Linked DNA regions of Hordeum vulgare: region 1 is linked to region 2. Evidence: chromatin contacts called from public Hi-C data. All regions are on one chromosome and are shown on one strand. Each heading gives the region's core, a stretch centred on a gene start, on an enhancer-like site or on the middle of the called end of the contact. The rest is flanking DNA. Distances are from core to core; before and after follow the strand shown.

Evidence for each region. A called contact is a pair of places that touch in the nucleus more often than the background predicts.
Region 1: a Hi-C map of seedling shows a contact between it and region 2, with 2.4 times the contacts expected there. The contact joins the promoter of LOC123413286 here to the enhancer-like site in region 2. A contact is called at or near these places in 3 of 6 Hi-C or Micro-C datasets (leaf and seedling).

What each region holds. Positions count from the first base shown.
Region 1 is chr7H:469,300,976-469,305,027 of MorexV3_pseudomolecules_assembly, reverse strand. It overlaps LOC123413286 (receptor-like protein kinase HERK 1), which reads right to left and starts at 1,884. Exons shown (of 2, transcript XM_045106226.1): 1 at 1,469-1,884; 2 at 1-490. The coding sequence starts at 1,504.
Region 2 is chr7H:469,246,226-469,250,239 of MorexV3_pseudomolecules_assembly, reverse strand. No RefSeq gene overlaps it. Among protein-coding and RNA genes, the nearest start is that of LOC123413286, 55 kb to the left of the region's middle. Within about 2 kb of position 2,324, at least 3 of the 3 cell types and tissues checked have open chromatin away from gene starts, as enhancers often do. A contact at or near this core is called in leaf and seedling, where this site is marked.

The DNA.
Region 1 (4,052 bases), core at 635-3,134, 55 kb before region 2:
TGTTCAAAGAGTATTCCTTGAACAGAGGGGCCGTCTTGTCCGGCTGCTGGAAATCGCTGAGCAGGAGCACATCTTGGGTCGACACGGTGAACTTGGCGGTGGAGAGATCATAAGTCTGGTAGATGAAGGGGTAGAAGTAGAGACGAACAAAATGCCGCCCCTGCTTCTGGATAGGAAAAGTATAGGATGACGGGCTCGTGAAGATGCGGGCGGTCTGGTAAAGCACCGGGTTGTCGAACGAAGACACCCCGTTGGCCGAGGTGCCGGCAAGGATATCTTGGGAGGTGGACACGGTCACCGGAGATGCCCCATCGGCAGCGAAGTTCCTCCCGAGAACCGTGGTGCCCTTGGCAGACCCACAGTCAACCAGGTAGCTGTCGGCAGGCTTGAAATCCACTGTTTGTGCTTTGCAGACCCCAGCAGATGACCAGAAACACAAGATCGCCAAAGTCACCACATGCAGCTTCCTCCTCCCCGTCATAATGTTGACCTGAGTTACAAAAAAAATGTGCACAATGTTTGAGATGGCATGTACAATTTCAAGCTATTATCCTCTAATAAGCTTATCAAAGATGGATGCAGAAACATTCAGGAATTAGTAAAGCACAAGGACACTGGCAACTACAATTATCTAGGTACAGAGGAAGTATAACGGATAGTAAGGCAAGAACATCAGATATACAGAACAGCGCCAAAAGAGGCATCCACTCGCATGCCGAACCGAACTAGTCCTAAGCCCATGGGATCACACCATAGGACCCCCACTGAGATCAGGACGAAGCAATTAAAAAAAAAAGGCAAACCGAACCCTAACTATGGAGGCGTTCTTCACACTTCCCAGAATGAAGAACTGGATTTGTTTGCTCACAGCGAGAAAGACCAAGACCAACGGGGGTTCGTTAACAAGAAGACATCAGTCTAGGTGGGAATAGTATCTCCCCAATGCTGGATGGTAGCCTCGAGGCGTGCTGGGCGGCGCCAGCCAAGACAGGGGGTACGTAAGTGCTCGGCGGCGCCGATTTGGGAGAAGATGACGGTGTGAGAGGTTGAGAGGAGGTATGGACCAGACCACCGTTGCTGCTTGATGTTGGCAACAAGCGCCGAATTTATTCTACTCCGTATAAAATAATGAGGAATATGTGAATATTCAGAGTTTCTGCTCCATATATTTTCCTTTTTACCTACTACGACTAGGAGATTGCATCTTGCATTCTACTATCTCGTTACTCTTCCATTTGTGAGGTTGAAGGCATTTCCATGGCCAGCTTCAAATCAGAGCGAAAAGAGCAGCACTCCTACAGATTTTCCTTTCCTAATACGGAGTAGATGGTAAAAAAAAACCACACCGCTATTAATCCGGAGGGGAAAGAAAGAAGAAACAGCAACAGAAATGAAGAAGGCCGACAAGAACAGCACGCTCGTGAAAACACACAAGAAAGAAGAAGCTGGATCCGCGAGACGCACGCACCTGCCCCGGTCCACCGGAGCGCCCCGCGGCGGGCATTCGCCGAGATCCGGCCGAGATCGACGCCCCTCCGCCGCCAACCGCTCCCACAGCCTCCGGGGTCCGAGCAGCCCCGAGCCGGGCCAGCAAATGCTCCGGAGAAGCGCCTCAAGAAGAGGCAGAGCCCACCACCGTCACCGCCGTCCGGAGCGAGCCGGCAAGGAAAGGGGGGAGATAAAGGTGGCTTTTTTCTTGGACCTGGAGCAGTTTTCAGCTTTACGGAGCAAGAAAACGCTAGGCTGGAGAGAGGGAGGGAGAGAGAGACGGGAGTTAAGGCGAGGGGAGGGAGGTGAGCTGCCACCTTGTTGGGAAGGAATAATAACAGCTAGGTTCGATTCAGCAAAGACTGAGCTGACAGAGACGGTGCTGATGAGCTTGATTTAGTTTAAGTAGGACTACTAGTTTAGTTTAGTTTAGTTCAGTTATATGCGGAAGCTCTCCAGTCTGATTATTGCGTCCATCGCGGCTGGTGTTCGGCGGTGGCTGAATTTGGGGAATCATGCACATGCACATGCACATGGCCAGCCCGAACCTAATCCTAACCTAACCGTGTTACTATTTGGCGCAAAGCCGAAGCCCTGCTTTCTCCCTGCACTTACATGAGTTGAGGGATGCAACGGGAACACAACACAACCAGCGGTGAGGGAACAGTGGCTTGCACGGTAAGCCGTCCACATGACATGCCTGGAAAAGTGTGTCATATGATCATATCTTTTCTCGACCCCAAGAAGCGATCGCGCCTTTGGGTCCTCTTTGACAAACGAAACACAGCACATTTCTTCTTCTTTTTTCGGAAAAGAAATCGCTGCCGTAAGTAGAATCGCTTCTGTTCGTGGAGGGAGGGAGGGAGAGTGGTGCGCCACTGAATGAAGAGAGCGTGTGGTGGTGGGGGGGGGGGGGGGGGGGGCGGAAGCGTTCTGGACTGACTCCACAAAACGAAATCGGTATTTTCATCGATGCGTTCGTTTGACCACCATACCACGCGTGCATGCCCCCATCCCCCTGTTCAACGCATTTTCAGTTCCTGCCTGGTATTTGTGCTCCTCACGTCTCACGACAAAAAACGAGATGAATCAAATGGTAATGCTGTGCTCTATTTTATTTTAGTTTATTTTATTTTAGTTTGAATGTTTATTTTCTCTTCCACGTAACCTAATGAAAGTTTGTAGCAAGAAAAGGAAGAGAGAGGCGTTTTGGAGGCCTAGCTCCATGAAGGCCTTTATTTTTGAAAAATTTAAATTCAATTTTTTATGGTTTAAAAAATTTCTGAAAAAAATATGCATGTATGTAAGGATGTAACCCACATGTATGTAAAAATTCATGATGAAATACCTTGAGTTGCAACCTGTATGAAAAAGACAAATTTATGGCATCGGAGGATGAATAGTATCATGTGTTAAACAACCCTAGATTTATCTTTTTTGCATAGCCCTCATTTCAATGTATTTTAAACTGAAAATTTACACACATGTATGTTGTATCTTCATGTATATCTGTATTTTTTTCAGATTTTTTAAAATGTAAAAATATGAATTTTGATAAAGTTTCAAAGTTGAATTTGGAGGCCTCATTGGAGGCCCAGCTCCAAAAGGGATTTCCGGAAAAGGAACCAATACCTTTAGGGATGGACTAAGAAGCGCGACCAGTACTCAACAATCAAAACATTTTAATTCCCCTGTTAAACATGGTTCCAACATCCTTGAAGGGAGATCATTCGTGAGCAGAGGCAACAAGAGTGGAGCCACAAAGAAGCTATTTTGTGGCTGCTTGCTGGATGATTCTCTTCTTTTATAGTTGTGCTGGCTGATGTCTTTTTGGGTGTGTTTTCGGTGGTGCACCTTTATGATGTTTGCGATTCATGTGTCAAAGGTCTGTGGTTATAGCCGGATAGGGAGAGTTTGCTCACCTGCCAAGGTGATCGTCGAAGGGTATGTTTGCTTTATGTCATCAAGTGAAACGGTATGGGTCGGTTCCGTTCCCAGAACCCATTCGGATGTTTGGATGGTCGAAGAAATCGAAACCACCTAATTCCAGAGAATGACATATTCCTTGATTATGTCGTCCCAAGTGATTTCTTCAATTCGAGCGGACCACATGGAACCGTTCGCTCCCACGACCCCACAACCTCGTAAGCCATCGGAAAAATCCACTCCAAGCATCGGGAGTCGCGTTCATGCGACGTTGGCCGCAGTTGGGAGTAGCCGCTCCAAGCACCAGGAGCCATGGCCAGGAGCAGCCGCTCCAAGCGGCAGGAAGGGTCGCCACGGTTGAGCAACACATGCCCGCGGAAGCAACACAAGTAACCATATGTTTCCTCCAGGAGGTTGTCCATCCGTCGAGCTTCAAGTCCACCAAGGACCATCGCTCCCAGTTCTGTGCCACCAAGCCGCCGTCGTTCCGCATCAACGGATGAACAAACTAGGCCGCCAGAGGGGGAGACGAGAGGGCCGAAGACTTTGGTCGGACCGCTTCTCAAATTGACCTCGACACCTAGGTCATGCCGCATGTTGTAGTCAGTTTGGAGTTGTTCCTCAAATTCGGCATCGCA
Region 2 (4,014 bases), core at 1,075-3,574:
CCAGGCATAGGAAAAATCTTCAGAGCGCCCTCGGGCACCGGACATGTCGAAGCCATGCTCGGTTTCTCGCCGCCGAGCCATGAGGTGACGCCGCCACTACGCGTCAAGCGACACGAAATGTTGATCCACATGGACCGAGTCGAGGATTGGTCGCCACCCTCACCGCGGTCCTCCCAGTCCGTGCAGACCGGACTGCCTTCCTCCCACTCTGATGAGGGTCGGTCTGTGCCCGCCGTCTGGCCCGATACCTGGGTCATGCACATCGAGGATGGGCAGGGCCGACCTCGGTGCCACCCCACGATCGTACCCCCTCAGGCAGCGATATAATGCAACAAGGGGCACGCCAGGACGACGACGATCGTGATGACGGGCAGGACGACCACCACTCGTGGAAGGATGCTCTACCGCTCCACGGCCGCTCCGGCGCGCTCATAAGTCTCGAACGCATCTATAATTTTTATTGTTCCATGCTATTATATTATCATTCTTGGGTAATTTATATGCATTTATATATGTTGTTTTACAATATTTTTGGGAACTAACCTATTAGCCCAGTGCCTAGTGCCACTTGTTGTTTTATGTGTGTTTTTTGGCTTTTCAGAAAATCAGTATCAAACGAAGATCAAATGCCATGAAACTTTTTGATGATATTTTTGGACAAAATAAGACTTGGTGTTAGAGCATATTTCTCCATATGTGGTTTTGGTAATCAATGACAATTCCTATGGACTAATAGTTGCCTTTGAGTTATATTTGAAGGATTTGTCCATACGCATTTCTTGAAGTCCATCTGTTGGTTTCAAGAAGTTTATATGATGACCAAGGTGATATTCATGGTTTTATCCAAGGATTGAACATAAAGACACAAGTTTGATCAAGACTGAGTCAAGAGTGAATCAAGTTGATCAACACACAAAGCGTACAAGATGTACCAAGAAGGATCAAGTGGTACCATGGTATGATAAACGTTGTGCATTACGCTTTGTGTAATAACCCATGATCTTCGTGAGAGCTTTATATGGGGTCAGGTGTGTTTCCATGGGATTGCGTCAAGAGGGAGATCTCATATGACCCATGGAGGATGAGAACAAGTGGTGATCGTCATCAAGATTGCGTTGTGCAAGTTCAAATGGAGCATCACGAAGAGATCATGTTTGAAGCTTGCCGTCCATTATGGTGGCAATGGATTTGTGAAGATGTGCTAAAGAGTGACTCACCCATAATGAGTATAGGGGAGCAATCAACTAGTCTTCACCGAGCCAACACAATCAAGAAAGGTGGTCCATCTTGAGGGAGTCAATATCTTCAACGTCTAGCTCACGTGGACTTTATGCAAGGTATAAGTTTGCCCTTGATAGGTTTTCTATTTTACCGGTCTCACAATGATAGTTGAGAGAGTACGTTACAAGATAGATTGTCGTGCAATCAAGGGGGTCTCAAGTGAGTAGCTTGATCGTATCGTTTATTGAGAGCTTAAACCATTGGCATCCTTGCATCATCTTTTTTGGTTCTTGTTTGGTGTTTCTCTTTGCGAGTTTCGAGCTTATGGTCATCTTTATGACAAGCTCTAGTTCATCAAAAACGGAGTCCATATGCATCTTCTGTGATGTTTTCGATCTTGGAGTTTTTGTCGGTTCTTCACTTGTAGAGATTTCACATCTCTATATCATTAGCATTTTTATACTGGCTCTTCTTATTATAACCATTTGCCGTTGGACAGTTCTTCTCGTCCTGAATCCAACTAGATTGAGTTTGCTTAATTCAGAGTTCATATGCGAAAGATATAACATTTTGGTATTCATCCTTTTCATGAAGCGTTGCCTCAGCCCCACGAGAAAAGATATAAATGGTAGTACCGCTGCCTGGAGCGGTACTACCTATTATGATCGGTAGTACGGACCTGACAGCGGTCGTATCACCATGAGGCGGAAGTTCTACGGCGAGTTCCGCTAGCTAGTGCCGCGAATCCTTTGTCTTTTCCGTGATACAATCAAACAAACTCAAATCTTGTAGAAATCCGGTGTGCATGACATTCTAACCCCGCGTTTTTCCTATTTCTGTGTTTTTACAGTCATGCGAGTCGAAGGTGCCCTTAGCATAGCTGCCCACTCTGCCAACTCGTTTCGTGTAGCACCCACTAGCTGTGCATGGGCGTGGCACTGCCGTCACCGTCGTGAAAGAATCCATAAAAGACGCGCACGAAAAAGAAACGAGTTGCTGTATTTTGCTGCCAACCGAAAGCGAGATGAGCTGAGCTGCGCGCGGCGCCAAGAGAAACCAGCTGGGAATAACACGGAGCGAACGACCGGCAGCGGCCTAGTGGTGTACCACGGCCACCCATATAATGGACGCGGTTTCGCAACCCGACAGTCACAAACCGTGTCGTGTCGTCTTGAGCAAACCTCAGGTTGGCCTTTTCTCTCTTCTCCGAGAGCAATTTACGGTGAAGACAATGTATGTTACTGTAGCGGCGGATGGTTGGCAGGGAGACATGGCTGAAAATATAACCAATCGCTTTGTGTTGGACTGAAAGATATAGCTGACAAACGGTGTATAATCCCGCCTGGTCGTCCAGCTCAAGCTAACTGTTCTAGACTCTTCTAGAATCCCATTCAGATTCTGAAGCTTCTTATTTTTGCTGCACCTTTGCACGATCTGGCCTAGGACATGTCTTGTGCTTGGCGCTACATATCTTCTCGTGGTGGGTAGACCGAAACGAAAATAAATTTCAAAGCAAAAGGAGATCGCAAGTTGACACATATAAAATCGAACGAATCGTGGTGCCGGACGGCAAAAAGTCGCGGAGCGAACTGTGCCGCACTCGCCGCGGGACCGCTACTGCAGAGACAAAAATAATGCGATGCGACAGGGCGAAACGGCAGGCACTGTACGTCTGTACCTGTACGAACCCCCATGCGTAGAACATCCCACGTTTGCTTTCCTTGCCCGATCGCCCCGCAAACTGCAACCCATAAGTTTTTTTAACACAATATAAACACAAGCGCTTATATACATCCGCATATACTTATTCCTATGAATGCATATAAAGACATCTTATAAGCACCTTCGAGAGACTGAACTGACATATCATCTTAAGATTTATGAAGTCACCGTACGTGTCTCGTCTTCGACGAAAATGTCTCGTGCCAATGAAATCATATCGTCAGAAAATCCTGAAATAAAACAGAAGTAATGTAAACATCAGGACTTAAACATTGATGAGCTAGGGATGACACTGTTTCTCTAACCATCCAACCACATATTGGTTTGCTTTTCTTTCTATTTTCTAAAATGCAGAAGGTTGGCAAACTCGTTTAAATTTCTTCAGTACTATCTATACCTTTACTAACAAAAAACAAGTATTCTTAATCTGTTATGCTATTTTGTGTTTTAGCCCTCCTCAAAAGCAGCATATCAACCCGCAATTCATCATACCACCCCTCAGTTTTTTCTCCACGCCTTTCACGTGACGATCCTCACGTCTTGCATGTCACGGATCGAAAACGAAACGAGATACAAACTATCTTTCTTTCCCCACCATATAAACCGGCACACCTTATAATTCCCACCTCCCCTCATGCAGGATTACACATTGAAAAAAAGCACACACGGATTCGCTAGGTTCCGCGGACCAGGAGCCGAGATATGAAGGCGACGGCAAACACAAGGTGCCAAGTTGCGGCGGTCGGAACTATGGGAACGACTGCAACAAGAACTAGCACTGGCTGGATCTCGATGTCACAGTGTTATCCTCGTGAGATCACGATGCCCACCTCCTTTGCCGGCGGCAACAACGGCGACGCCAAAGGCTAGTATGATAAAGCTGGACTTGTTCGACAACAATAGGAGACAAAAGTTAGGATGATGAGATGGCCGATGCAATGTTGGACTAGCACGCATGGCGGCACTCGCGCATGTGACACCATGGCTCAACAGAGCGACGCTCGTGACGTCTCTCGCTGACATGGGTGGAGATCATGCATTCAACACCGCAGCAGCACGTGCACAACACTA